2 separate regions of the Danio rerio genome follow, and region 2 is linked to region 1. Evidence: chromatin contacts called from public Hi-C data. All regions are on one chromosome and are shown on one strand. The core of a region is the stretch at or near the end of the contact, and the rest is flanking DNA. Distances in the headings are between cores, read along the strand shown. Region 1 holds the start of cfhl3 (complement factor H like 3). Region 2 holds the start of glrx2 (glutaredoxin 2).

Region 1 (2,960 bases), core at 274-2,773:
TCCACAATGACACTAAAAAATGCAGCCTGCGTGGTCCATCACTACTACACTTTTGAGGCCAGGGAAGTGATGTTTACCTGCACAGATCCTACTAATTGACCTCTGTTACTCTCACCCATTCTAAATCTCACTTCCATCCACCTCACGGCACCAATATAACCTTCATTCTTCTAGCTCCACTGATATTAGAATTCAACATGGCACTAAAGGACACTAAATACTGCATCCTCTGTTGTCTGTCACTAATACACATTCAAGGTCAGAACAGAGATGTTTAACTGCACAGAACCTACTAATTGACCTGTTACATTCACCATATGTTGGCTATATTTACGTCAAGCTAAACAGGAGCACATTATGCTCTGCATCTGGTTCCAAACACTTTGGAACATTCATGCCTATTGTTGACGTGAACAATTTGGCATCCAAACATACTGCAAGTTGATCTATCACGCTCTCATCATCCAATTTCCCATAGGATATAAAGTGCCTGCTGTGAATGTGCGCAATGATTGACAACCAGAAAGTGCCTCAAAAAGCCTTGTGGTTGATTAGACAACAATTCTGGCAGTGGTCTGCGGACAATTTACATGGTCTAGGTCTGTCACAGAGATCATGTAGTTTTTCAGAACAGTTACTTAAATGATACCTTACAGAGAGTAAAGTTGTTTTATTGTGTACCACAGCATAAAAATCGCTTACAGCACCTTTAGGAATCAAATGGAAACAGACTTTCAAGAAGCCTACCCTCACAGACAGGGATGGAATTATCCCATCCTTTAATTCTACAGTGACGACGATTGTTTCTGCTTGCCATTTCATACCTATGAACATAGAATTTTTTTTTTAACAATTGTAAGTACAGTACAAGTAGGATCAACTCAATCGGGAGAGATCTGTACATTATTAAGTAGAAAACACACTGTTGTTCAGTTACCCTTTCTTGCAAGTATACTCCACTGTTGCTCCGTAAACATAATCTTTTCCCTCTATTAGTTTAAAGTAACCATTTGGTGTTTCCCCAGGATGACCACATTTTTTCTCTGTAGCAATCAAACAAGTTTTACTCTTTTAGTAAAAAAACAAAAAAAAAAAACTACAATTAAAATTTAAATCAAGTGCAATGTGGAACATTTTCTTACTTGAGCAACTTCGTGCAATAAAGGTCTGCCATTGTCCTTTGTTACACTTCAACTTATAAAAGCCAAAATAACCTGTCATGCAGTTCAATTTCACTGTTTCACCATCATCGTATGATGCCTTCTCAACTGGTGTTATGTTTTCATATGTAATTCCCTCTCGAAGACATTCTGAGTCGCACACACACAAATGCGCTAGTCAACAATCTTTAAAACCACTTTTCAAATGTACATATACTACGACAATACTCAGTATGCAAATTAATTAACTCACCTTGACATTGTACGAAGGTAACAGAAAATAGGAAACAGAAAAAAATGTGGATTTGTACAGGAGCTTGCATTTTGATTGCATTTCACAAATGACGGTAGGTTTTGTTTTCTGGTGCTTGTTGATCAAATGGTTAAACATTAACAAATGTCAAAAAAGGTCTTTACTGTGCATGATGATATTTCCCGAAAATGTTTTATTTGGTTTCACATTTGTTATATATCGCTAGGCCCCTAAAAAAAAGGCAAAGGTCTTGATTCAACCTTTTTTTTTTCTTTTTTTTTCTTTTCACACAAGATGCATTATTTTATATATGCATTATTTCCCAAATAAATGTAGTTTTTTTATTTTTTTACTTTTACTTTTTCTTTTTTTGTCTTTTTGATACACAATGTTTGGTACAGGCTCTAAAATGTATTGTAAGGGGTACACAATGCATCCTTCCATGCAATAAATAAATAAATAAAATTAATGAATACATGTAAAATAAAAAAATAAAAAATAAACATGTTTTAATAAATGAGTAGTCCTTCTTATCTTACACTTCAGGGCTCAACAATAAGGACTGCCTGATGGGCCAGGGCCAGCGTGCGAGATCCTCAGAACAGTAGATAGGATGGTTACTGGCCTGATCTGAGCAGTGGTGCCTTTTTACAAAAATTTAATTAACTGTTTGGCAATTGTGTGCAAATACAGTCTTGGAGTACTTTTATACCAAGACGTTTGTTTCGGAACCTGTCTCGTTTGCACAGTTAGCACAGTTAATTTGGCATATGTGAATCCCGCAATTGCGCTCGGATCGGCGTCAAATCAATCGGTCTGAGGTTGCCTGAATGAGGTGGTCTCGGCTCGATTGAAACAAACTCTGGAGCGGATCGATTGTAGTGCGAAAGCAAAACGATTCAACAAACTAACCAACCAGGCTATATTACAGTTTATTATGTCTATGTAATAGCCACACTGTAAAACCCAACAGTCAACTAGTATCAAATGAAATGAGTGTATAGATAACTCAAAATTGACAAAGTTATTTCTACTCATTTGAAAAGAGTTTTGGACTCAGTGTTGAAGGTAATGAGTTAATTAAATACCTCAGTACTTCAACTTAAATGGAGTTTACAGTACTCATATAGATTAGTTTTTTTTTATCTGAAATGGTTTGTAGCAATAGGTTTCCTCAATCGGTTTAAGTTAACTTAACTTAATGGGTTTTACTGTACTCAAATTGCTCAGTAATGGATCAAATGAATTAAGTTCGAATGGATTATGTTCACAGAACACATTAGGATTAGTTTTTGAACTTAAGTAGTTTGTTGCAATTGGTTTCCTCAAATGGTTTGATTTACCTTAACTTCATGAGTTTTACAGTGTATGCTGCTATATGAAGAGAGAATGATGAGTAGGGTGGGATTTCATTCCTACCAGTAAATGTGTGTTTCATGTCGAATAAAAAGGTGAAAGCATGGTAAAATATTAACGAGTGCTGTTTATCCATTAGGAAAATTGACAGAATTTACTATCTGATAATTTTTCCGTATTTTAATCTAATA
Region 2 (2,960 bases), core at 205-2,704, 440 kb after region 1:
AACAAACGCCAAAACTTATTATTCACAAAATATATATAAATAGAAAAAATATATAAATGGTTGATGTAAATAAGTATACACTCTGTTGTAATTTCAATTAAATAAAGAATTCAGCTTATTTATGTGCTTCTCTTTTAGATAATTTTTCTTTGTTATACAAGAATGTTTTATTTGTTTTTTATCATGTTGTTAAAGTAAAAGATTAAAATAAATCTATTTATTTTACTAACAAGATTTTTTTATACACAAATGCAAATTTGTGTCTTATAAAGCCCCTGATTCTTATTTTTTTTTATAGATTTAAAGTATGATTTGGATATGTTTTGGATCTCCACCTCCAGCAATGTTAAAGCTTTAAAATTAATAACACTATATGAATCTTACAGTATTGCATACTTTTCTATAATACCCGGTTGATTGTATTCTGTCACCTTTTTTTACATCACTTTGACCTTGCTTTAAGATTTAAAGTGATGTATTGTAATTTATATTACCCCTAGCAATATTTTTTTTGTTTCTCTTTTGTTTTGCTTTGTTCTGTTGTCTATTTTTGTTGTTATAGGATTTATACCTTTTCTGTGTATTTGTCTACGCTTGTTGAACGTTCCAATAATAAAAAAAAAAAAAACAATCAAAAAGAGTTTATATTGTTAGTTTAAATCACTATTCACTCATCAAATACGCGTGACAAGTGTTACATTTCTCAGTGTTTGTGAGGACGGACCAATCACTGTCGTTTGTGGATTTAAACAAGCTATTCACTGCTGCACATTTAGTTTTTCAGTAGCCTATATTATCTAATTAAAAAATTATACTTTACGTATATGTCACGCCCAAATCTTTATAGAAATTGAATGTTAAATATTTATAGTTAGTCATAGTTAATATTTTTATAGTAAATTATTTTTTGAGCCACTACGGCCCCCTAGAGGAAAATACGATTGTTGCTTCATATGTCTAATGAACAGAGGAGGGAGAGTGGACAGGCTGGATGAATATTTGGCAGACTCGTGAAGGGCGGAGCTTGATACGTCAAATCAATGTTGTTCCGGTTGAGAGGTACGCGTGTGTTTTGGACTTTGTTATGAAATAAAAGAAACGTCTTTCTTTACGTGTAAAGCCGGTAATGATTTTGGACGGCCTTATTTATTAAGCTACGCTCGACGTTATTTACACTCCACAATGTTTACGAGGGGCTGTTTCTACAAATCCAGACAGGCTTATCAGAGTCTAAGGTCATTATAAATATAATTAGTATTAGGTATATAATTGAACATATTTCATATTTACATTGAAATAAACAATGTTTGTCTCAAGTGCGACGTGTTTTTACACTGTTCAGGACCGCACAAGTTAGCCCACTTTAGCAGACAAAGGCGATGTTGTATTTGGGGTCATTAGATGTTTAAATCCCCCCTGTGATCTGATCAGATTACGGTCTAGCTGTGAGGTCATTGTTAGTTAGTTGATTCAAGAGGAGACCACATCAGTTTGAAGATGATTGACTTAAATTGCCAGTCGAATTCTCTTGTGTCTGCATTAACTGCGTTTGCTTTCCTAGTATCTTCAACATGTTTCTTTTACAGACCGGTGATTATTACAAGGTCATCGCGTGTGTTAATCTGTCTGTTGTTGTGTAAATGGTGGTGTTCTTTTCTCCTCAGTTTTACCTCTATTCTTGTGCTTTATCTAGAATGGGGAACTTCTCGTCATCTGCGCCTGGGTTGTCAAGCTCAGCTTGTGGTCAGTTTGTGCAGGTAAGCTTTACCAGCCGAAAATTAACCATGGTTTTAATGAGGTAATATGTAGCAACTGTTTATTGTGTAATTTTTGTCATATTGATTGGTAAAAAGCAGTTTTCTACATGTATCATGGTTAGTTTGGGGTTACTGCTGCTCAATAACAATAAAAATAACATTTTTTGAATAAATAAAATCATGATTATTTTATACTGGTTTATTTTGGTTTCATTCAAATACTCATTATCATCTGAAGTCAATCTAAGGCTATATATACTTGCAACAAAGAGGAAAGTTTTGCAAGCAAGTTTCGAGAAATAAAAATAAATTTTGCAAACAAAAACAAAGAACTGCAAATAAAAAAAATCAAGCAGTCCAAAGAACTAAAATATGTATAAGTTTTTTTCCAGAAAGATTTTCGTTCGCAGTTCTTTATCTTTTTTTTTTTTTTTTTTGTAAAATTACTTTTTATTTCTCAAACTGTATATATTGCAAGTATATATGGGCCTAGATTGACTCCATAGGTTAATGATTATTTGAATAAAACCAAAATGAACTGATATAACCTGTAAAAATTAACCATGGTTTAATTTATTCAAAAAAAGTTTGTTTATATATATATATATATATATATATATATATATATATATATATATATATATATATATATATATATTTTTTTTTTTATTAAACCACAATTTCTTATGTAATATGCAAAATATTTTTTGTAGTTCTTTTTTGTTTGCAAAATTCTTTTTTATTTCTCAAAAACTGAATTTTCCCTTTGCAATTTTTTTTTATTTTTTATTTTTATTTTTTTTGCTCACTACATTATTTTTTATTTGCAAAAATTTTTTATGTTGCAAGTATATATTTTAGATTGTAGTTTATAATCCTAGATTGACTCCATAGGTTACTGATTATTTGAATGAAACAAAATAAACCAGTATAACTCTTGTAAAAAATGAACCATGGTTTTATTTATTTAAAAAAAAGTTTTTTTATATTGTTGCTAAACCACAATTTCTTATATAATATGCAAAATATTTTTCCAGAAAATATTTTTTTTATTATTGTTTGCAAAATTCCTTTTTATTTCTCAAAAACTGAAGTTTCCTTTTGTTATTTTCCTTTTTTTTATTTTTTGAAGATTTGCTTAATTTCTAAATTGTTTTGCAATAAACACTAAACAATACATTATTATTTTGTTTGCAAAACTTT

The links. Hi-C and Micro-C count contacts between places; a contact is called where the count stands out from the background.
Region 2: a contact with region 1 is called in a Hi-C map of hematopoietic stem cells, with 6 times the contacts expected there. The contact joins the promoter of glrx2 here to the promoter of cfhl3 in region 1. A contact is called at or near these places in 5 of 18 Hi-C or Micro-C datasets (caudal fin, embryo, hematopoietic stem cells and 1 more) and 2 of 4 datasets of contacts at active chromatin or transcription factors (caudal fin and embryo).

Annotation. Positions count from the first base shown.
Region 1 is chr22:23,599,670-23,602,629 of GRCz12tu, forward strand. It overlaps cfhl3 (complement factor H like 3), which reads right to left and starts at 1,524. Exons shown (of 13, transcript NM_001199191.1): 1 at 1,414-1,524; 2 at 1,143-1,310; 3 at 938-1,043; 4 at 748-824. The coding sequence starts at 1,483.
Region 2 is chr22:24,035,128-24,038,087 of GRCz12tu, forward strand. It overlaps glrx2 (glutaredoxin 2), which reads left to right and starts at 1,455. Exons shown (of 4, transcript NM_001002404.2): 1 at 1,455-1,604; 2 at 1,694-1,757. The coding sequence starts at 1,695.